Regions from separate parts of the Mus musculus genome. Here all the other regions are linked to region 7. The links are chromatin contacts, called in public HiCAR-type, HiChIP or PLAC-seq and promoter capture Hi-C maps. All regions are on one chromosome and are shown on one strand. Each heading gives the region's core, a stretch centred on a gene start, on an enhancer-like site or on the middle of the called end of the contact. The rest is flanking DNA. Distances are from core to core; before and after follow the strand shown. Region 1 holds the start of Lrat (lecithin-retinol acyltransferase (phosphatidylcholine-retinol-O-acyltransferase)). Region 2 holds the start of Fhdc1 (FH2 domain containing 1). Region 3 holds the start of Dchs2 (dachsous cadherin related 2). Region 4 holds the start of Plrg1 (pleiotropic regulator 1). Region 5 has its middle 25 kb from the start of Plrg1. Region 6 holds the start of Rbm46 (RNA binding motif protein 46). Region 7 holds the start of Sfrp2 (secreted frizzled-related protein 2).

Region 1 (2,700 bases), core at 78-2,577, 860 kb before region 7:
ACAGTGAAGGAGAACAGGATATGGGGATTAAAATCACTTAAGAAGAAGTTACACACTAAGGAAAAAATCTCTCCGAGTCAAACTAGAAATAAAAGGTGTCTACCAGGAATGTCTTCTAGCAGGAATTTTGAGCCTATTTAAGTAAAGGGAATTCACTCTGTGCATCTAGGAGAAGAGAAAACTGGACACCTTCTTGCCAATTACCCTTCGTGGGAAAAGTTCCAAGTCCTTCAGTCTCTTGCCCCTGATCATTTGAACTACCTTGTGTGTGCAGACCAAGATGACTAGTACAGCAGTAACAAGCAGCACTTTGGAATCTCTGGAAGCAGCCTGTGTGGCCACACCCTTTTATTGCACATTTTGAAATAGCCTTTCTGCGAGGCAAACTGCCCTTTGTTTACCAGATCTCCCCTAGAAACACCAGAGCTTTCCTTACTTAATCTACAACTCCTAAGAATGGTATGGTGGAGGAGATGTCCAAAAAGCTCCCGGATCCCGACCCCAGCTCCTGCAAGTCTCCTCCTACCTTCTCAGCCTGTGGACTGATCCGAGAGCCATATCTGCAGTAAGTCACAAAGTGTTCGCAGTTGTTCCACAGTAGGCTGTATGGAGTCAGTCCCAACTGCTGCTCAGCTCTGCGTGCCACCTCCTCATTGAGTAAGGACTTCTTCTTGAGAGTCCCGTCTAGGTGATTGACTAGGATGTCTGCTCCGTAGGCAAAGTCCTCTACTGTGTCCACACGGATGCTAGCCACCTTGCAAATGACTCCCAGGAGGAGACGCTTGTTGGAGACCACCTTCTGAGTGCGTTCCTTGTCATTGGTCAGGGCCAACAGGATGTCAGGCATTAGATGGGCGACACGGTTTTCCCCCAGGTAGATCCCATAGTGGATAAAATGGGTCCGTGACACCTCCAACACGTCGCCCCGGACGAAAGAGCTGATTTCATAGGGACGGTTCTTCCCTGTGCCTCCTCCCGGGACGCTCACGCTAAAGAGCTTGAAGTTGGAAATAAGGAGCAGTTTCTCCAGGAGGAGGGACGCAGCTTCCAGCATTGGGTTCTTCATCCTAAGGCAACCAACCACTGGCTGCAACTGTTCTGTACGAGGTGAGCTCTCCGGATCGCCGCGCTGCAGCGCTGCTCACCTGCGGAGCACCGCTGCGGCTGCCCAGAGCCAGGAGAGCAAGAGATCAGAGGAGAAGCCAAAGTGCTTGGCTCAGCCACCCAGTGCAGGGGGTCAAAGAAAGGAAGTAGTGTCGGTCGGCTGTGGGAACAGTGGCACCCGCGCTTGAGGAGCTGAAGAGGTAGTGTGCCTGGGGGCGGTGCTCTGGGTGCGCTCTTCGCTGTGGCTCTTATAGAGGTGCAGAGGGCGGGCCGAATGCGGTCACAGGCCGGAGAACACGGATTGGGCACGGGCGTTCTGCACCCTGACTTCTCCTCGAGCGCTCTGCTTCACTAGGGAGACCTTTAAACAGCCAGCGTAGGAGAGATGCCAGAGGCGTGGCCGCGCGAAAGATCCTGCACCTGCCAGGAATGGAGCACCTTTCTTGGCGGTGAGAAGCGCCTTCTGTAAAATTTCGGTATGGGACCCGCTCTAACCGATAATAATACCGTGGCCCTCAGCTTACTAAAGAATTTGCTTTGATTCGCCAAAGTGCCGGCTCCGCGAATTCCTGCAGATCCTACTTAAACTGATCTTTGTCGTTTTAAACACGCAAGCATCCATGAGCTCTCAGGTGGCACGCGGAGAAGTGGAATGGCTCTCTGTTCGTCCAGTGCCCCAGCGCGGAGGATCGGAACCCAACAGTCTGGACGCTCCAAGGCTCCAGTGCCTGTTGAGCGCGCGCCTTCCAACGGTCATCAAAAAAACCCCAACGCCCTCCAGCAAAGCAGGAGTCAAGCCAAGTTTCTTTGATGTCAGGTCCCAGCTTCGCTTCACACAACGACTGGTAGCTTTTGGTAAAGAGCTCCCTGCCGTCCAGGGAGACTTAAGGAAAGAGAACGTTATGGTTCTGCAAGGCGGTGCACGCTTGCAGCAGAACCCAGGCACAGTCGAAGGGGGTGGGGGAGCTGCCTAAGGAGGCTGCTGGGGCTCTGCAGGGCTGGGCTTTGGGTGCTCAGACCCGCCTGAATTTCTGTGCTAATTCATTATGTAAATGAGTAAATTCCCCCAGACAAAGGCCACAAGCGCCACAAAACTAAGAAAGCTTAAGCTCCAGGCTATCTTTTCTCTCTCTCTCTCTCTCTCTCTCTCTCTCTCTCTCTCTCTCTCTCTCTCTCTCTCTCTCTCTCCTATCTCTTCTCTCTCTCTCTCTCTCTCTCTCTCTCTCTCTCTCTCTCTCTCTCTCTCTCCTATCTCTTCTCTCTCTCTCTCCCCTATCTCTTTTCTCTCTCTCTCTCTCCTATCTCTTTTCTCTCTCTCTCTCTCCTATCTCTTCTCTCTCTCCCCTATCTCTTTTCTCTCTCTCTCTCTCTCCTATCTCTTTTCTCTCTCTCTCTCTCTCTCTCTCTCTCTCTCTCTCTCTCTCTCTCTCTCTCCCTCTCTCTCCCTCTCCTCTCTCTCTCTCTCTCCTCTCCTCTCTCTTTGAGACAGGGTTTCTCTGCAGTCCTGGCTGTCCTGGAACTCACTCTGTAGACCAGGCTGGCCTCGAACTCAGAAATCCACCTGCCTCTGCCTCCCAAGTGCTGGGATTACAGGCA
Region 2 (2,848 bases), core at 143-2,642, 710 kb after region 7:
TACTTTCCATAATAGAGATGACTCCACACAATCTCAAAGACACCGAGAGAAATGCAGGTGATGCAAACACCCCGACACATGACATGGTCCCCTGCCTCTCACAGTTGGCAGTTGGCAGCAGAGACAATGGAATCAGCCCCGATTCTGTCTGGGAACCTTCAACTATCCCATCAATCTCCCTAAGACAAACACAGGCAGGCTTGTATTTAACGTCTCCCCTACAGCGAGGAGGCCGTTAAATGCAGAGCTGTCACCAATAGGCTTTCTGATGACAGAACCCATCTTCAAGTCTGCTGAGTGATAACCACCACCGGTCATCAGAGGTGGGGTTACTGTCCCTCCCGCTGGGGATGCTGCTCTGCTGCTCAGCTCAGCATCTTTTAACTCCAATTTCAGTGAGGGATGCTATGATCAAGAACTTAACCTTCAGCGTATGATCAGCCAGCACACAGGGTTAGAATAAGACCATTCCTAAGGGTTCCTGGAAGAGCTGTGTGGCCCCTAGCTCTAACCAGAGCTTTCTCAAAGGAGGGTCTGCACGCTCTGTTCAACAGTAATAAAAAGTGACACAGAGCCAGATGGCTTTCCTCTTGCCTCTTGACATGTGTCACAGATGAGCCTGAGCTGGGAGTGCAGCCCGTCCACCTGAGGAACTGAGGAAGAGGCTAAGCTACATACACAGTATTCTTAGTTGGGAAAAGAGAGAGAGGGCTGGGGGAAGTTCCCGCCTTTCGTTAATACTATTCTCTTCTCTCTACTCACTCCTTAAGGAACATCTCTCCACCTCGACCTGTCTTTTCAAACCCTTTCTTGATCAAGAAATACAGTCAGTTTGCGAGCAGCAGTCTTACCTGGCCCTTCAGCCGGCCTAGAGTACCCACGACGGCAGGTTTAATCTGTCACGTCACATAAACAAACATTCACAGCTGCCTGTTTCTGATAGCACATTTCCAGTCTCTTCTCCCCTAGTTCCCAAACCAGGAAGAATAGGCCCAGGAGAGCCGAAGGATGCTCTCGGAGAGACAGAAGCTCCAGGAAGACAACGGGGACTAAAGAGGGTGCTCGCAGGGTGTCCAACTCAAAGTAGAATTTCTTTAAACACTAGCTCCAGGTCTTTATGAAACTCGCCCGGAACAGGGGAGGGAGGGAGCACCCAGAAAGATTTCTTTCCAGTCAGGATGGACGAAGTCCCAAGTCTTGCCCACTACCTCTTTCGGTCTCTAGCCCCTCGCTTTGGCGAATCCACTCACCAAAAGGCCCTTGGCTCCGCCGGCTCCCGAGGCGCTTAGCCCAAGCCCCCCGAGGCTACCAGCGTCCCGCAGCTGCGCAGCCCAGGATCCCGGGACAGCAGACGAGCTTCGAATGGGCGGTCCCCGCACTAGCTCAGAGGCCGCCTTATCTGGGCCGGGAAGGCGCGCGTCCGCGGCGAAGAGACGCCCACACGCGCCACGCAGGATCCCTAGCAGGGACAGTAGGGACAACCCTCCCGGGAAAGGATGGACTCTCAGCTTCCATGAGTGCCCCGCACTCTCCAGTCTCGGACCATCTCAGAGGCCATGGAGGCCAGCCGCGAAACCCCTGGGGCTTCTTCTGTGCCTATCCGACCGGGGGTGGCTCGTCCTGTCCAAGCTTCCCCGCCCAAACCGGGGTCCCAGCTCTCTATGGAGCTCGTGGTTCACGGAACAGTGGCCGCCAGCCGCTTGGACCACCGCTGCGGCGATACCGTGTAGTCCCCAGCGTGGGCTCCTGGGAGAAGGGCTCTCGGCCGCACTGCGGTTTTGCACCGAGAGAGGGGGAATGAACCCGCGACAGAAACGCAAAAAGGAGTCTCTGGGGCTGGGGAACCGTCACGCTCGGGGACCATGGGTGACTGCCAACCCGCCACTCCACAAGCGCCGACGCCACTTCGGAGGTGAACTTCCAGGGAGGTGTGCAGTCATTGGAAGTCTACCCCCACATCACTATAGCAGGAGCGAGTCCTCGCTAAAAGGGACTTCTGTGACCTGCGCGACCCGCATAAGTGCCACGAAAGCTAATCAAACCTCCGAGGTCCCACCCGCGGACAGCGCTACACCGAGCTCAGGGTCCGATGCCGAGCCAGTCGGGCGCATATGCGCCTCGGGGCACAGGGCCTGCGCTCCAGGATCAGGTCCCCGGAATCCGGAACAGAGCTCGCGCTTCACCGCATCCTCCCCGCGCCGCTGCTCAGCCCAGCATCCCGAACCCAGCCTGGCAGCCCGGGCCCTAGCTCCCGTCGTCCCGCACTCACCGCGCCCCCGCTCCCGGCGCCCGCGCAGCCTCCGCCCGCTGTCCCGGCGCCGCCGTCTCTCCGCAGGACTGCAGGCCGGGGACGGTGAGGGGGCAGGGCGGTGCGGAGGGGCGGGGCCGCTGCAGGTAACAATGCTGCCTACCCGGCTGCTCCTCCAGCCGGCCGCAAAGGACAGCACGCCCTTTCCTGCTCTGCTGCTTCCCTCGCTCCCCCTTCAACCCGAACAGCACCGCCACTGAGCTCGCCCTCGCCAGCTCCGGGCTCCCGAGACTCGAAAGCCGCCGCCCAGCACGCTGCTCCTGGCACCTGAAGACCAGCTCGGGGCTGGGCGGGCAACCACAGAGGACGATGGAAATTGCTGCAGGGAAAAGATGAGCCTTGGTGTCCTAATGGAGCGAAGTGGGAGGCGCCACGGTCGCTACTGAGCAGGTCACCGCCTTCCACAAAAGGAACCTCTGCGGCAGTCTCCTGGACACCCTATCCCGCGCACACGCAAGAACACCCCACGCACATTCGTAGGCACGCATGCACCTTTATATCACACACACACATTCACACACCTCCGCTCCACTCCACAGC
Region 3 (2,866 bases), core at 123-2,622, 640 kb before region 7:
ATCTCCCAAATGCTTAAAGGCACTTGATCGATAAAAGGGAGGCTGACATTATTTTAATAGCATCTCTGGTTACATACAACACTGCCAAGAAAATCATTTGATTATTATTTTTTCAGGGGTACAGGTTGGTGTGGCTGCTAATTAGCAATGGCATGCATAGGCCACTCAATATAAGAAGGCGTTTCACTGGGGTTTCTGGGGAACTGTATGCTGGCCTTTTGGTCTCCCCCTAGCACAGAACAGTATCTAGGAAATTAATTCTTCCTTCTGGCTGAAATGCAAAATTGCAGAAACCTTTTGCTACATATGGCTGGCCGCTCTCAAGAGAGCAGACTCCTCTGGTGGAGCATACTTTATTAGAGGCCATTTGTCAGTTTCCATCTATAGCTGTGGATAGCAGGAGAGAAGCCCGAGACTACACAGGCTGAGGTGAATTGTCTTTGGATTCAACCCTAAGCTACTTTGGAAGAGCTATCAGATCCCTGCAAGGTTCTTCTCATAGGGCTGGAGGTAAAGCCGTGTGCTGGGGCTTATGCCACAAGGTCAATCCGCACATAAATCATCATCATAAAATATGCTGGCAGGTATGATGGCGCTGGATGCCTAAAAAGGTCCGCAAGCTCCATCCATTGTTGTCATCACAGGTGGCAGAGGGGAGTGACAAGACACTAGCACGCTGCTAAATAGTAGCTCGGCATAATAAAGCGTGCCATGTGTGTCACAGATTTTTTCGGGATTTCTGGAAGTTTTCTTTCTCCTTTCTTCTTCTTCTTTTTTTTTTCTCCAAGTTCCGCCTTCCCTGCTTTACAGTCAAACTGGCCCCAGCTGTGCATCTCCTTTTGACTCCATCTGTCCTTCCGCTGAGGAGGTGGGGTTCTCTCGCCAAATAGAGAGCACAAGTTTGTCTCCTTAAAGTGACCATATAACCCCCACCTTACATGGAGCCATGGGCAGGCTCGCTGCAGGGGCTGTTCTGAGGATGGAGAGAGCGAGCTTAGGGGCAAGCTACTGGCCTCTTCCCTAACCCAGTACACTTTGCACGCAAAGCCAAGCCAGACAACCCCATCAGCGTCACTGTCTGGGGCTGCGTGTCCATCCGGCTAGCCGTTTTTTAGTCCTTCTACAGAACCGAGGCTCGCAGGTTGGAATTCATCCCGGTGCGAGCCGCATCACGCACGGGGAGGGGACTAAGGAGTAGGAGGCCCAGTCAGAGGGGGCTCCACGGAGTCCCCAGCGCCGGGAGACGCGGGAGGTGGAGTGGGGTGGGTGGGGGAGCGGCCGCCCCTGTAGCAGTCTGCTGCCCGAGCGGCCCCTCCCACCGTTCCTCCCGCCCCGCGCCCCCTCGGCCTCCCCGCCCTTTCTCCACCCCCTTCCCGGCCGGATCCCCTTCCTCTCCGTGTGCGCGCTTTAAATAATTTCCTCCTTTTTGGCAAAAGAAATAATGCACCTGACTTTACCAGGGGGAAACAGCCAGCCGAGCAGAACAAGGAACAGATGTAAAAGGAATAGAAGAAGAGAGAAAAAGCGATGGGACTCCCTTAAAGACATCCAGAGGCTGGAGAGGTGGCCGCGGAGGCAGAGGCAGCTAGAGCCGCCCCCGCCTGCGTGAGCTGCGGCCAGAGGACGTCTGCACCAGTTGCAGATGCCACCTTGGGAACTCCCGGGTCTTTTCGTTTGTTTGCCAAAGTCTTTTCTTCCCTGGCTTAATACTGAAGAGGCTCCTGGGTTGCTCTGAGATCCCAATACAAGCTGGCAGCTAGCCGGAGCCTTCTTCCTAAAGAGCTGGAGGAGAAATGAGCCCTGCTGGGCGAAGGATGGGTGAAGGGCGTCAGCCGGCTGGGTCACCCCGTGGGCGGCCCCGCGGCGCCGGGGCGCAGAGCTCCCTGCTCCGGCTTTTCGTCCACGCCTGGCTGTGGGCAGCCTCGGGCTCATCTGCCCAGGTGTTCAACCTCAGCCTCTCGGTGGACGAGGGGCTGCCCCCAGACACACTGGTGGGTGACATTCGCGCGGGGTTGCCAGCAGCTCAGCAACAGGATGGGAATGGCTTTTTTCTTTCGGAGGACTCGGATGACTCCCCGCTGCTGGACGACTTCCACGTGCACCCGGACACTGGTATCATCCGCACCGCTCGGCGTCTGGACCGCGAGCGACAGGACCACTATAGCTTCGTGGCCGCCACGCTGTTGGGAGAGGTGGTACAGGTGGAGATCCGCGTCAACGACGTGAACGACCATTCCCCTCGCTTTCCCCGCGACTCCCTGCAGCTGGACGTGTCCGAACTCAGCCCGCCCGGGACAGCGTTCCGCCTGCCAGGAGCCCAGGACCCGGACGCGGGACTGTTCAGCATCCAGGGCTACACTTTGCTGCAAGCTTCTGACATGCCCCAGGATCCCACAGGACCCTTCTTCCAATTGCGCTATGGGACGCCGGGGTTACCGGCGTCGCCTTCCCTGCCGGTGTCCTCATCACCGCTGGAACCCTTAGACTTGGTGCTGCTGCGGCGCTTGGACCGAGAGGCGGCGGCAGCGCACGAGCTGCACATTGAAGCTTGGGACGGTGGCAGCCCTCGGCGCACCGGCCTCCTGCACGTGCAGCTGCGTGTGTTGGATGAGAACGACAACCCGCCAGTTTTCGAGCAGGGCGAGTACCGCGCCACAGTACGTGAGGACGCCCAGCCGGGCTCTGAGGTTTGTCGCGTGCGTGCTACTGATCGCGACTTGGGCCCCAATGGCTTGGTACGCTACAGTATCCGGGAGCGGCAAGTGCCCGTGGCGAGCGCAGGTGGTGGGCCACTGGGCGATCCGGGTTATTTTTCTGTGGAGGAGCTGAGCGGCGTAGTGCGGGTGCAAAGACCTTTAGACCGGGA
Region 4 (2,719 bases), core at 37-2,536, 710 kb before region 7:
GATAATAGGATCACCCAAGCTATTCATTTAAGAAGGAAATTTTCACACGGGTGGCTTAATTCAAGAGCTGTAAGAAGAGTAAAACCTAGTGTGGTTTACCTCAGTAGACTGCCCTTATGAGCCTTGCATAAGCTGTGTTCAGGATGACTAAGGTATCTCACAAGTTTAATGAGAGTTGTCTAGTAGTTATATTAACATAGATACATTAAGGTCTTTCTTACATTTCCTTAGTGTTTTGTGATTTAAAATGTTCTTTTCTATGGCTATTACTATTTCCTTGCAACGTGCACAAACATTAGCCACTTTTACAGAAAATAAGATCCTTTGGCTAAACTCACATTCACATTTAGAAATGACTACTTGCGGGCTACAAAGATGGCGCTGACGTTAAGGCTCAAAACTAAAAAGACTAGAAATGTCCATTTTCAGGTTAAAAACACGACCTTCATGTTTTTAATGAATTAAAATATAAATCGAGCGAGAGCATTGCTGTATCGGCGCTACGTTTCATCCTTCTCAAAGTATTCGCAGTATTCTGAGGACGGTATCCGTGAACTTAACCACAGTTCAGGAAGACGCACAATCTGTGAAAACGCCTTAAGATCGCAAATAGCAACTACATCAATACAGAAAACATTTGAAAACGATCGATCATATAAGCCACAGATTTATTTTTAACCTGGGTAAATCACAAAACCTCAACACTTTAGCGTCAAGCCAAATAAAATAAAACCAACTTAAGTTCTCAACCTTTTTTTTTTTTTTTTTTTAATTGCTTGTTTAAGCTGGACAGTGGTGGCGGCGCACGCCTTTAATCTCTGCACTTGGGAGGCAGAAGCAGGAGGATTTCTGAGTTCGAGGCCAGCCTGGTCTACAGAGTGAGTTCCAGGACAGCCAGGGCTACATAGAGAAACCCTGTCTCGAAAAAAAGAAAAGAAACGAAAAAGTTGCTTGCTTAAAACCTCCAAGTAAGGAGCACCAAGCTTCTGGAAGCAGGTACCGCCCCTAAACGTTAAGGCTGGCGCGCTCCCTTAGCTCCGGCTGAAATCTCCGCCCTCAGGCAGGAGACTCCGCCCAGCTCCGCCGAGACCCGCCCTTCTGCCTGGAGACATCGTTCGTCCCCGCCCAAACCCCGCCCCAGTCCCGCCCAGCGGCTGCCGAAGTCCCGCTCTCCTCCAAGAGGCTCCGCGCAACTCCGCCTAGCTTCCGCCCTCCACCGCTAGACTCCGCCCCTCGACCCCTGCGCGGCGGGTTGCCAATACGCATGTGCGGTTAGCGTCACGTCCGGCGACGGGCCCCAATCTCCGGAAAGAGCTGCCGAATAGTGGCGGCGTTTTCTGCGGCGATTATTTGAGTTCCTTCGCTGCTGGAGGGGTAGACTAAACGGCGGCGACATGGTGGAGGTAAAGTGATGCTTGGGTACTTGGGAGTCGTTTGTCCCTGGAGCTTTGCTTTGCCCACGGAAGTGTAGGATGAAAGTGGTGGGAATCTGGGGAAAGGAACTGTAGTCAAAGCTGGTGGTCTCGGCACGTCGGGGTGGGAGGAAGGCCGATGACATCCCAAGTCCGAGCTTCAGTCGGCGGGAAGCCTGAGGGAATCCTGCAGTCCGTGTGTTGTCGTAGGTACCTGGCCGTCTCCTGGGAGGCGGGGCTTCTGATGTTCCCACCGTGGCTGGGATGCTAGTCCGTGCTGTCTTGTCAGTTCCACTGTTATTTCATCTCTACCGCAGTAGAGGCGTGCGGTTCTTGATTTTGTTTGTTTGTTTGTTCTTGCGTATCCCAAACGTTTCTTACTCCCACCCACTGCGTTCCAGGTCCACTGCAGTCCTCCGAGTCTAGCCTAACATCTTTTGCCCGGACTCATTCAATAACTTCCAGCTGGTCTAAGTGCTTAGGATTAACGAACACATTGCAGGAGTGTAGTTCAGTGCTGCTTTCTGTTCCAGTGTTATAGAGTAAAAATGTTGGTGGTGGCAGAGGTCTAAACCTCACCGACCCTGGAAACCCACACTTCCGCAGCATTCACAACTGCTGCGGTTCTGAGTTATCTGGACACCTTTGCAGTGGGATTTCCCACACTTTCACTGCTTGTACCTCTATTCCGTGTAAGGCTGTCTCCCTCTCTGCTTATCACCTGAGAGAAACCTTTCTTGATTATATCTACCAATTCTCCCCCCACCAACTCATCCCATTGCCTATTTTCATAGAACCCTCCAAAAATGTGGAATTATTTTGCTTATTTTTGTCTGTTGCCTCTTGAGTACACTGCATGCCGCATACAGTACTAGCTCGGTAAATATCTACTGAACACATTGTAGGCATTACTCAGTTACTTTTCTAAGAGCTCTGGCCAGACAGGAGCTTTCTCATCTTCGTTGTTGATTGCTGTAGTTTGTTACAGTTATTGAGGAGTGTATATCCTTCTCCATATTTAGCGTGGAAATTGCATAATGACTCTCATGTCGATTAGGGTGTATGGGTCTCTTGTTAGATGTGTGATTTTTGGCTGTCTCTTTACAGGAGGTACAGAAGCATTCTGTACACACACTGGTGTTCAGGTCATTGAAGAGGACCCATGACATGTTTGTGGCTGATAATGGAAAACCCGTGCCTTTGGATGAAGAGAGGTAAGCTTTATTCCTTTTCAGTTGCTAAAGTATTTAATATTAACAGAAGGGTGCAGAGAGAGGGGAGGAGGGGACTTTGAAAGGTCTTAAAAG
Region 5 (2,704 bases), core at 24-2,523, 690 kb before region 7:
GCAAAATGAAAATTCAAGGCCTGCTGTTTACAGATCAGACAGAAGGTGCCATTAGCAGTAGGCACTTCAGCAGAAAGCTTTGCCCCTTTTTTCCTGATACTGTTTTCGTGTGTGTGAGTGTGCTACTTAAAATTTTAAATAAAAATAAATAAATAAATATTAGCATGCATCTTAACATTTATTTTTCCATCATGCAGTGTTCATTTAGATGCAAATATAAGCCCTTCATTCACATGCAAACTCACCACACTTACAATTTGTATTTCATAGCTCATATCTGCCTATGCGTTTTGGTGCTAACTGGAACAGTGGAAAATGCACCAAACTTAATTGTTTCTAGCTGCACCTTTTCAGGACTGCAAGGACCGTCCCTCTGAGCTGCTCTTCCTACCCACGCTGCCGCTGCCTTTCTTTATGGTGCTGTGTCACCAGGGAACATGAAGAATGGAAAGACAACAATGGAGATTCACTCTTCCTTTTTCCTTTTATGTTGTCAGTTTTTCAGCTGAAGCGGTTGATTACGCTGGGATGCAATATTATGTGTGTCTACATGTCTGTGTGTGGGCTTGTGTGAGTGTAGGTGCCAGAGGAAGCCAGAGGTGTGAAGTCCACCAGGACCTGGAGCTACAGATGGGTGCGAGCTGCCTGATAGGAGTCCTCAGGACCAAACTGTTGTCCACTGCAAGAGCAAGATGACCCCCTAACCACTGAGCCGTCCTTCCATTCTCTAGGAAGCAACTTCAACTTTCCATCCTCCCCCAAAACCCGTCAGATCTTTAATAATTGCTTTCAAATGTATGGATGCCTTCCATGTAACAGATTGCCAAGTTTTTAGTTTTTTGGTTTTTTTTTTTTTCTTCCTCTCTCTTGACTTTGTTCTTTCATGTATGTTCTCAGCTCTGTTTGTAGAAATGTCAAGTGCTGAGCAATTCTGGCATGTGCAGTTTGTTGCCAAGTATGAAATTACCCCTTTCAGTTTCGCTGATCGGCGTGTACACAAGTGCTCTGAAGTCTTTGGAAGGGCCGCCAAATGGGAACTGGGGGAGGGGCTTGCCCAAGGTGTCAGGATGAGAAAGCCCTGGGGCTGTATGTGCTCACATTGTGAGTGCTAGGAATCACGTACTGTGCACTTGAAGTCGCCTGAGAGAACGGATCTTCGGATCTTCGCAGTTCTCACCACACACATAGTGACTAGGGGCTGGAGAGATGGCTCAGAGATTAAGAGTATCTGGTTCCTCTTCCACAAGAGCCATATCAGTTTACAAGCGTCTCTAACTCTAATTCCAGGGGATATGTCGTCCTCTTCTGGCTTCTGTGGGTACTGCATGTACATGGTGCACAGGTGAAGGCAGGGAAAACACTCATATATAAAAAACATACACTAGAAGAACATCTCTCAGGTGATGGAAATAGTAATTATATTGATAACTTCACAGTGTATATGGACCAAATCCCATACACGTTCAATGCACACATTTTGTCAATTGCCCGTCAGTACAGCTGTCCTTAGACAAGTGATTAAGCAGTGTGTTTAAGTTCCTTTGCAATTCTGTAATATTAATAAACAAATCTGTTTTGCAAGATATATTGGAACTTGGTTATCTAATGATTTTAATGTACCAAATAGAGATATTTGTAAGAACTGCCTATTTGGGCTTAATTTAGTAAAAATTAGAACTTTAAAATTCTCTTTCTTAGTTGAAGGAATGACAGAAAGCAAACGTTTTACCCGTTTTAAAATCAGAATCTTCTCACTCCAAGCATATAACAACCCAAAACAACTTCTTAATTCTGCTTCATTTTTCTCCAGGATTACTGTGTATGTGCATGTGAGTGTGTGTGTGAGAATGAGTGTGTGTGGTGAGTGTTCATATGTGAGTGTGCGTTTGTGTATATGTTCACGTGTGTGAGTGTGTGTGCATTCGTAAGTTTGTGTGTGAATGTGAGTGTATATTTCTGTGTTAGTGTATGTGTGTGTGTGTGTGTGTGTGTATGTGTGTGTTGTGTCCCAGGCTGAATTCAAGCTTGCTACATAGTCAAAGATGACTTGGAATGTATGATCCTCCTGCCTATCTTCCAAATGCTGGAATTACAAGTGTCCTGTTTTATGAGTCCTTGGGATTGATCTATGCATACTAGGAAAGCACTCCCAGACACACTCTCAGGCCTGTTATGTCATTTTTATTTTACAGATTTATTTTTTATTGTCTGTTTCCCTGACACATTAGTTATTTTTTTTTCTTGTTGCTGTGATCAAACCTCTACCAAGAAGCAACTTAAGGGAGGGAGGATTTGAGCCTGCAGTGTAGAGAGATCCAGATCGTTATGGTAGGAAAGACATGGAGGCAGGGACATGAGGTGGATGACCTCATCACATTCACAAGGGGCAGAGAGAGGTGAAGGTTGCGACTCAACTTCTATTCTCCGCTATATTTAGTCTGGGACCCCAGCCGGAGGCACGGTGCTACCCTCATTCAATGGAGTTCTTTCTCATCCCTTAGCATTTCTGCAAAAGCCTTTATGACATGCCTACAGTTTCAAAAACCCATTTAAATCAACACCCATTTAATATATTCTAGATAGTAGCAGGGTGTGGTGGTTTGAATATGCTTGGCCCAGGGAATGGCACTCTTTGAAGATATGGCCTTGTTGGAGTGGGTGTGGCCTTGCTAGAGAAAGTGTGTCACTTTGTGGGTGAGCTTTG
Region 6 (2,855 bases), core at 33-2,532, 890 kb before region 7:
ACTTCTGGTACCTCTTAAGTTTTCCACCAATGAAAACAATACCACTGAACGCTTAAAGCGTAACTTCACCCATACACAGTTGAATATATATTCTTGGTTTTAATATTTCTTACTTTATAAGGATGTTTGCACCTTACATGAGCTGTTTTATAATTTTGGCATTAATATTTTAAAGTCCAAGACTCTTATATGAAAATTAGCACTTAAAACATGGCCACACGCAGGAAATAAGGCATTAGTTGGTTATTTGGCAAATACAGTGCTAACAAGATCCGAATGTCCTCAGTGGCACAGTTAGTGATTGAGACAATATTTTAAACAGGTATACTTAAAAACAAATCTACCTATCACAGCGCTAAGGTTGATTCTTATGACTACAAAGGAAGTTTCTGAAGCATCTCATTGCCCTAATCCCTTGAAATGAAAACTGCTAGTTATTTAAATTAGCCTATTTCCACATGCATATTCATAAATGATGGGCTGTTACCACCTTGATGCTACCTATAGTGCTTCCTGGTTTTAACCTAATTCTAGAAGGCTAAATGAGGTGCTTTTTCTGAGTCCCCTGGGGTCCCCTTCTCATAAATTCACCAGGAAGCCAGTCCACCAGCATCCACCGGGCCCCTGGACCGGCTCCGTGGTCCTCCCTCACCCCAGGCTGCACTAAGAGTGTTATCCGGCCCGTCGGGCAGTTGGCTCCCGACAACCACTCACGCAGATCCCCTAGGCAGCCCGGCCGCTTCCCAGTCGGGGCGGCGGAAAGTTCGAGGCCCGGCCCCCGCTAGGAACTCTGGGCGGCGCGGCGAGCGGACACAACGGCGACGGGAGGCCAGCGAGGTCGGGAAGCAGCGGCCAGGACCCCGAGGTCCCGGAGCTTCTGCCGACTGGGCAGCCGCGCAGGGAGCCCGAGACCCGAGAGCCGCTGTCGACGGGGCGGCCGCGCAGGGAGCCCGAGACCCCGGAGCCGCTGTCGACGGGGCGGCCGCGCAGGCCAGCCCGCGGACACCGCCCGACGGTGGCGCCCCGGACCCCGCACGAGGGCACCCCCGACTGCGGCCGTTGGCAGCGGTTTGCCGGTCACCCCCGCAGCTCCCATTCCCGCCTCACCCCGTCGGGTCTTCAGAGGCCAGACCTAAAAATCCCTGGACCAACGAGCACAAACCGCCGCCAGAGCTTCGGATCGGCGCTGCGGGCGGAAGCGGTGGTCAGAGGAGTCGCCGCGGGGCCGGACGGGGCAGGGCGTGGCCAGTGGCGCTCGTGCTGTCCTCGCGCCTCGGGGCCACGGGCTCTTCGCCTCAGCCTAGCGTGCCTCACGTGGAGTGGCCCCACCTCGACCAATCAGCGGCCGCCGGTGGGGGCGAGGAGGCGGGACTGAGGCTTGAGGCCGGAGGAGGCACTTGCGACAGGCGAAAGGGACTTGGAGTGGCACGCTCGCTGGCCAATCAGGAGGAGAAAAGCCAGTCTGGGCGAGTGAAGTTTGGCGCGTGGAAGACTTGAAGGCGTTACTAAACAAAAGTTACAAAGTGAACTTGCAGTGCTTCCCTTAAGGGAGATGTAGGTAGGTTGAGAAAGTTCTTTGTCTGGCTGGATGAAGTTTGCAAATCTTGATTGAACGCCTTGTTGGGTGCAAAACAGTCATGGGGACTTTTGTAAATGAGGATGGGAGGGGTGGCCCCTTAATTTCTGATTCCCCTTAAAACAGATATGATGAGACTGGGATCGTAAATAACGTTAACAGAGTTTTAGCCCTTTTATGTTTCTACGTGCCAAAAGCAGTTCCAGGGCATCTTCGTCCGTTCTCACAGGGTTTTTAAAACTAAGTTATAGCATGTTTTACAGACAGGGAAACCGACTCAAGAGAGCTGTGGGCGTTTACACAACGTGTGCATCAAGCGGCTTGTGATATGTTACTATCCCAAAAGGTGCCCCCCAAGGAGAACGCTATGCACAATACCTGGGAGGCGTTGGTAACTCGGAAAGCAGTTATTCCTAAACTCTGCTCTGCACAGTATTTTCCAAACAAGTTGAAAGCCTGAGCCACATCTAATACACTAGTTTGGCTTTGTTTTTAAAGATTTTTTTAACCTCAAAAACTACAAGAGGAAGGTTTGTTAAACATTGTTCGTTTGTTTTGTTTTGTCCAGGAAAGAAAGGTTCTTCACATTCATTTTCATGTCTGAATTTTACAGACTTGATTTTACAGACTAGCTGATTTTAAGCGTCGTTGTAGGAGCCTGTAGAAGCCAGTAGGTGGCGATATTTTATTGTGAGGTGTGAATGAGGTCTTGGAGGTAGCCTGGAGGACTACTTAACATTTCCAGTGTGTTCTCTTTTCACACCCCATCCCCAGTATAAAGGAAACCAAGTGAACAAGAGTTTCATAAAGGTCATTAGAGTGAGGCCTTAGAAACTTGCTTTAGAAAGACAATGTTAAAGACTCAAGTTACAGGGTACATCCTCTCCCTCAAAGTCTTAAAGAAACTGAGCAAATTTTATTAGCAGATGTATTTTTCATTGACTGCTATAAAAGATTTATGCCTTCTGCAACCAAAACATAAAGGAATAGCCTTTATTTCTTAAGTTTCCAAGAAGAGGGCATCTGAAACCTTTATGCTACGAGAATTCTTTAAGAATAGACTGCAAAATAGAAATTTTTAGATGCTTTATGGGGAAAGATGACCCAAATGAAGAAAGATGTGAAATGCAGGTGTTCTTTTGTCTGAAAAGAAGCCAGAATTGGGATAAGCCTTTGCTGATGGCGAAAACAGGAGAAAATCTATCAGCAGCTCAAAGGGAAATTATGCTGTCTGTGGGAATGGAAAGAAATGGTTAAACAGTGGAAGGGACCAGGAGAA
Region 7 (2,700 bases), core at 46-2,545:
GAGCTCACCATCCAGATGGATGGAAAATGTAAATCAGGCAGCAAACATCCAACCCAGCTGTTAAATCCAGGAAGCAGCAACAATGTGTCCACCTTACACTTGAAAGAGGATTGTTGGGGGGGGGGGGGGCAAAGAGGGGAAGTCACTACCCAGGACTTGCAAGGTCCCACTTAAAGAGAGGCTGACTCTTAAGACAAGGGAAGGTTTGGGGAAGAGACACCCCCCCCCTTAACCCACCCCCTGCGCACGTCCAAACTGTCTCTCTGTACTCCTTTCCCCGCCTGGCACCTTACAATCCACTTACCCTAACATTAGGTTCCCTGTTCTACAGAGCAGAGGATGGCCCGATGGGTGACCAGGATGGCGTGACCAGGATGGGTGACCAGGATGGCGTCCCTGGTTGTTAGGGGATGAATGGGCCAACTATGCTGAGGACATGACTAACTCTTGTGACCACAGAGGTCTCTGCCCGTTCCTGCCCACCTTCTGACCTTGGTACTCATAAGCCCCATTTATTGCTTTGGTGGCCTATACTGAGGTAATCCTGAACCCCTATGTATTAGAGCCCGTGCAGCCTTCAAGCATAGACATCTCTTCAGAGGTCAAATTTTCTCCTCCAAAGAGGAGAAATGGCGGGCAAATTCGTGATGCCTCTGACAAGTCCTCCACAGTGACAAAATCCTATAGACACCCCAGCAAAATAGCAACTCCGTGCATGGCTGCAATTCCATTTTATAAGTCAGAATGTGTCGTGAGGCTGTGGAATCACATTGCTCAAGCCAGTCTGCTCAACTTGGGCTGGAGAACCGGGAGGAAAAAGCCCAGGCCACAAAGAGTCTAGTACTGCTGGTTTATGGTTACTCGGGGACAGGGACGCAGTGCTGAGACTTAAAGGCTGCTGCACATCGATACGGGCGCAGGCCACGCGGGGCGTGAAACGCGTTCCAGCCCTGATCCGACTGCAAGGCAGCTAGCCCGGCTCCACGCGTGTCCTCGACTTTCGTTGCCTCCTCCTCGCTCTCCCCTCGCTCTCCCTGGGACAGGGTGGCCCGCGCTTGTCTGCTTGCAAGGCAATCACCAGAGCGCGCGCGCAGGGGCTGCTGCCTCGGGGTGGGGGCGCAGCCCGAATTTCCTGCCAGCGAGCGCGTGAGGGGCATTCTCAACGCAGCCAGCCCCAGAAAGTAGTGACCGGCCTCCTCGGATTACTCCGGTTTGGCTCCTCCCTTGCTCCCCCTCCTCCACCTCCAGATTTGCATAAAAAAGGCCAAGAAAACTCTGGCTGGGCCCCAGCCTCTGCTCACTCTGCTCCCCCGGGTCGGAGCCCCCCGGAGCTGCGCGCGGGCTTGCAGTGCCTTGCCCGCGCCGACCTCCCGGCGCCCGGCTTCGCGCGTTCGCGCCGCCCGCTGTCCAGAGCCCCCACGAGCAGAGCGAGGGAGTCCCGGACGAGCTCGAGCTCCGGCCGCCTCTCGCTTCCCCCGCTCGGCTCCCTCCGCCCCCCGGGGGTCGCTAGTCCACGATGCCGCGGGGCCCTGCCTCGCTGCTGCTGCTAGTCCTCGCCTCGCACTGCTGCCTGGGCTCGGCGCGTGGGCTCTTCCTCTTCGGCCAGCCCGACTTCTCCTACAAGCGCAGCAACTGCAAGCCCATCCCCGCCAACCTGCAGCTGTGCCACGGCATCGAGTACCAGAACATGCGGCTGCCCAACCTGCTGGGCCACGAGACCATGAAGGAGGTGCTGGAGCAGGCGGGCGCCTGGATTCCGCTGGTCATGAAGCAGTGCCACCCGGACACCAAGAAGTTCCTGTGCTCGCTCTTCGCCCCTGTCTGTCTCGACGACCTAGATGAGACCATCCAGCCGTGTCACTCGCTCTGCGTGCAGGTGAAGGACCGCTGCGCCCCGGTCATGTCCGCCTTCGGCTTCCCCTGGCCAGACATGCTGGAGTGCGACCGTTTCCCGCAGGACAACGACCTCTGCATCCCCCTCGCTAGTAGCGACCACCTCCTGCCGGCCACAGAGGAAGGTAAGCCTTCCCTATTCGATCCACCCACTCCCAAGAAGCCTGAGGTGCTAGGACCTGGGGAGTGGGGTGGGTGGGGTGGGGGACACCCCGCAGCCACCACTCCACATCCTAGTTTGTCCAGGCTGGAGGTCCCAACCTTGGATATGGCAGCTCTCCTTGCCCTAATCTGTTGCCATACGGAGTTAGAGATATCCACCCATGCGCCAAGATTCCTCCTTGGTTCTAACAGTTCCTCTTAGGTAGTTAAGAAAGCCAAACAAAAGTGGCAAGCCTTTTTTTAAGATTCTTGCTCTGCGTCCCCGCTTCTGAAAGCATTTACCATGATTGGGTCCTAGTGATGAGCACCCAGGCTCAGCCTCTCTCTGCACGTTCTTGTCCCACTGGATAAAAACAAACGATACACGTTGATCACCTTTTGAGATTGTTTTTTTGTCCTTCGCCAATGTAGGTTTGGAGATAAAAAAACGAAGACTGTCTGGGAGCGAGTGGAACCCTGACTATTGGTTTTAACTCCCCAGGTGTTTGGGGGAGAGAGGCTAAAGGCAATCAACAGGACTCATCTCTCTGTCACTATCTGCTTTTATCTTAGGAGTGGTTTTAATTAGCTGGGGAAAAAATCATGCAGAAGAGTTCCCTCAAGTTTTTAGAAAACAGAGGGAAGTTCATAGGCAAAAACCATCAA

The links. Promoter capture Hi-C pulls out the DNA fragments that hold promoters and counts their contacts. HiCAR-type assays count read pairs that join an accessible place to other places. HiChIP or PLAC-seq counts read pairs in DNA pulled down with a chosen protein or histone mark.
Region 1: a promoter capture Hi-C map of embryonic stem cells shows a contact between it and region 7, with 3 times the contacts expected there. The contact joins the promoter of Lrat here to the promoter of Sfrp2 in region 7. A contact is called at or near these places in 4 of 39 promoter capture datasets (cranial neural crest, embryonic stem cells, hippocampal neurons and 1 more) and 1 of 9 other capture datasets (embryonic stem cells).
Region 2: a contact with region 7 is called in a promoter capture Hi-C map of embryonic stem cells. The contact joins the promoter of Fhdc1 here to the promoter of Sfrp2 in region 7. A contact is called at or near these places in 6 of 39 promoter capture datasets (the C10 cell line, embryonic stem cells, pre-B cells and 1 more).
Region 3: a promoter capture Hi-C map of embryonic stem cells shows a contact between it and region 7, with 3 times the contacts expected there. The contact joins the promoter of Dchs2 here to the promoter of Sfrp2 in region 7. A contact is called at or near these places in 10 of 39 promoter capture datasets (cranial neural crest, embryonic stem cells, frontonasal cranial neural crest and 4 more), 1 of 15 datasets of contacts at CTCF or cohesin (the NIH/3T3 cell line), 18 of 484 Hi-C or Micro-C datasets (the C2C12 cell line, cerebellum, cerebral cortex and 7 more), 13 of 115 datasets of contacts at active chromatin or transcription factors (craniofacial prominence, embryonic basal ganglia, embryonic fibroblasts and 8 more) and 1 of 9 other capture datasets (embryonic stem cells).
Region 4: a contact with region 7 is called in a HiCAR-type map of astrocytes, with 3 times the contacts expected there. The contact joins the promoter of Plrg1 here to the promoter of Sfrp2 in region 7. A contact is called at or near these places in 13 of 39 promoter capture datasets (the 3T3-L1 cell line, 3T3-L1-derived adipocytes, cranial neural crest and 7 more), 3 of 484 Hi-C or Micro-C datasets (embryonic stem cells and nephron progenitors), 6 of 115 datasets of contacts at active chromatin or transcription factors (astrocytes, embryonic limb bud, embryonic stem cells and 2 more) and 2 of 9 other capture datasets (embryonic stem cells and liver).
Region 5: an H3K4me3 HiChIP or PLAC-seq map of craniofacial prominence shows a contact between it and region 7, with 8 times the contacts expected there. The contact joins the enhancer-like site here to the promoter of Sfrp2 in region 7. A contact is called at or near these places in 2 of 39 promoter capture datasets (cranial neural crest and frontonasal cranial neural crest), 2 of 484 Hi-C or Micro-C datasets (cortical neurons and palatal mesenchyme) and 7 of 115 datasets of contacts at active chromatin or transcription factors (astrocytes, craniofacial prominence, embryonic forebrain and 4 more).
Region 6: a HiCAR-type map of astrocytes shows a contact between it and region 7, with 3 times the contacts expected there. The contact joins the promoter of Rbm46 here to the promoter of Sfrp2 in region 7. A contact is called at or near these places in 1 of 39 promoter capture datasets (hippocampal neurons), 1 of 115 datasets of contacts at active chromatin or transcription factors (astrocytes) and 1 of 9 other capture datasets (embryonic stem cells).

The regions. Positions count from the first base shown.
Region 1 is chr3:82,902,647-82,905,346 of GRCm38.p6, forward strand. Lrat (lecithin-retinol acyltransferase (phosphatidylcholine-retinol-O-acyltransferase)) reads right to left here and starts at 1,328. Exons shown (of 2, transcript NM_023624.4): 1 at 527-1,328. The coding sequence starts at 1,066. The region is part of intron 2 of Rbm46os (RNA binding motif protein 46, opposite strand); the gene reads left to right.
Region 2 is chr3:84,478,099-84,480,946 of GRCm38.p6, forward strand. Fhdc1 (FH2 domain containing 1) reads right to left here and starts at 1,393. Exons shown (of 12, transcript NM_001205355.1): 1 at 1,251-1,393.
Region 3 is chr3:83,126,155-83,129,020 of GRCm38.p6, forward strand. Dchs2 (dachsous cadherin related 2) reads left to right here and starts at 1,373. Exons shown (of 20, transcript NM_001357165.2): 1 at 1,373-2,866. The coding sequence starts at 1,794. It overlaps Gm10710 (predicted gene 10710), which reads right to left. Exons shown (of 1, transcript NM_001358023.1): 1 at 1-2,866. The coding sequence starts at 1,932. The coding sequence ends at 1,408.
Region 4 is chr3:83,054,252-83,056,970 of GRCm38.p6, forward strand. It overlaps Plrg1 (pleiotropic regulator 1), which reads left to right and starts at 1,287. Exons shown (of 15, transcript NM_016784.3): 1 at 1,287-1,403; 2 at 2,520-2,626. The coding sequence starts at 1,395.
Region 5 is chr3:83,079,673-83,082,376 of GRCm38.p6, forward strand. No RefSeq gene overlaps it. Among named protein-coding and RNA genes, the nearest start is that of Plrg1, 25 kb to the left of the region's middle. Within about 2 kb of position 1,274, at least 53 of the 459 cell types and tissues checked have an H3K27ac peak or open chromatin away from gene starts, as enhancers often do. A contact at or near this core is called in craniofacial prominence, where this site is marked.
Region 6 is chr3:82,875,201-82,878,055 of GRCm38.p6, forward strand. It overlaps Rbm46 (RNA binding motif protein 46), which reads right to left and starts at 1,283. Exons shown (of 6, transcript NM_001277170.1): 1 at 1,108-1,283. Rbm46os (RNA binding motif protein 46, opposite strand) reads left to right here and starts at 1,505. Exons shown (of 4, transcript NR_040382.1): 1 at 1,505-1,558.
Region 7 is chr3:83,765,026-83,767,725 of GRCm38.p6, forward strand. Sfrp2 (secreted frizzled-related protein 2) reads left to right here and starts at 1,296. Exons shown (of 3, transcript NM_009144.2): 1 at 1,296-2,018. The coding sequence starts at 1,517.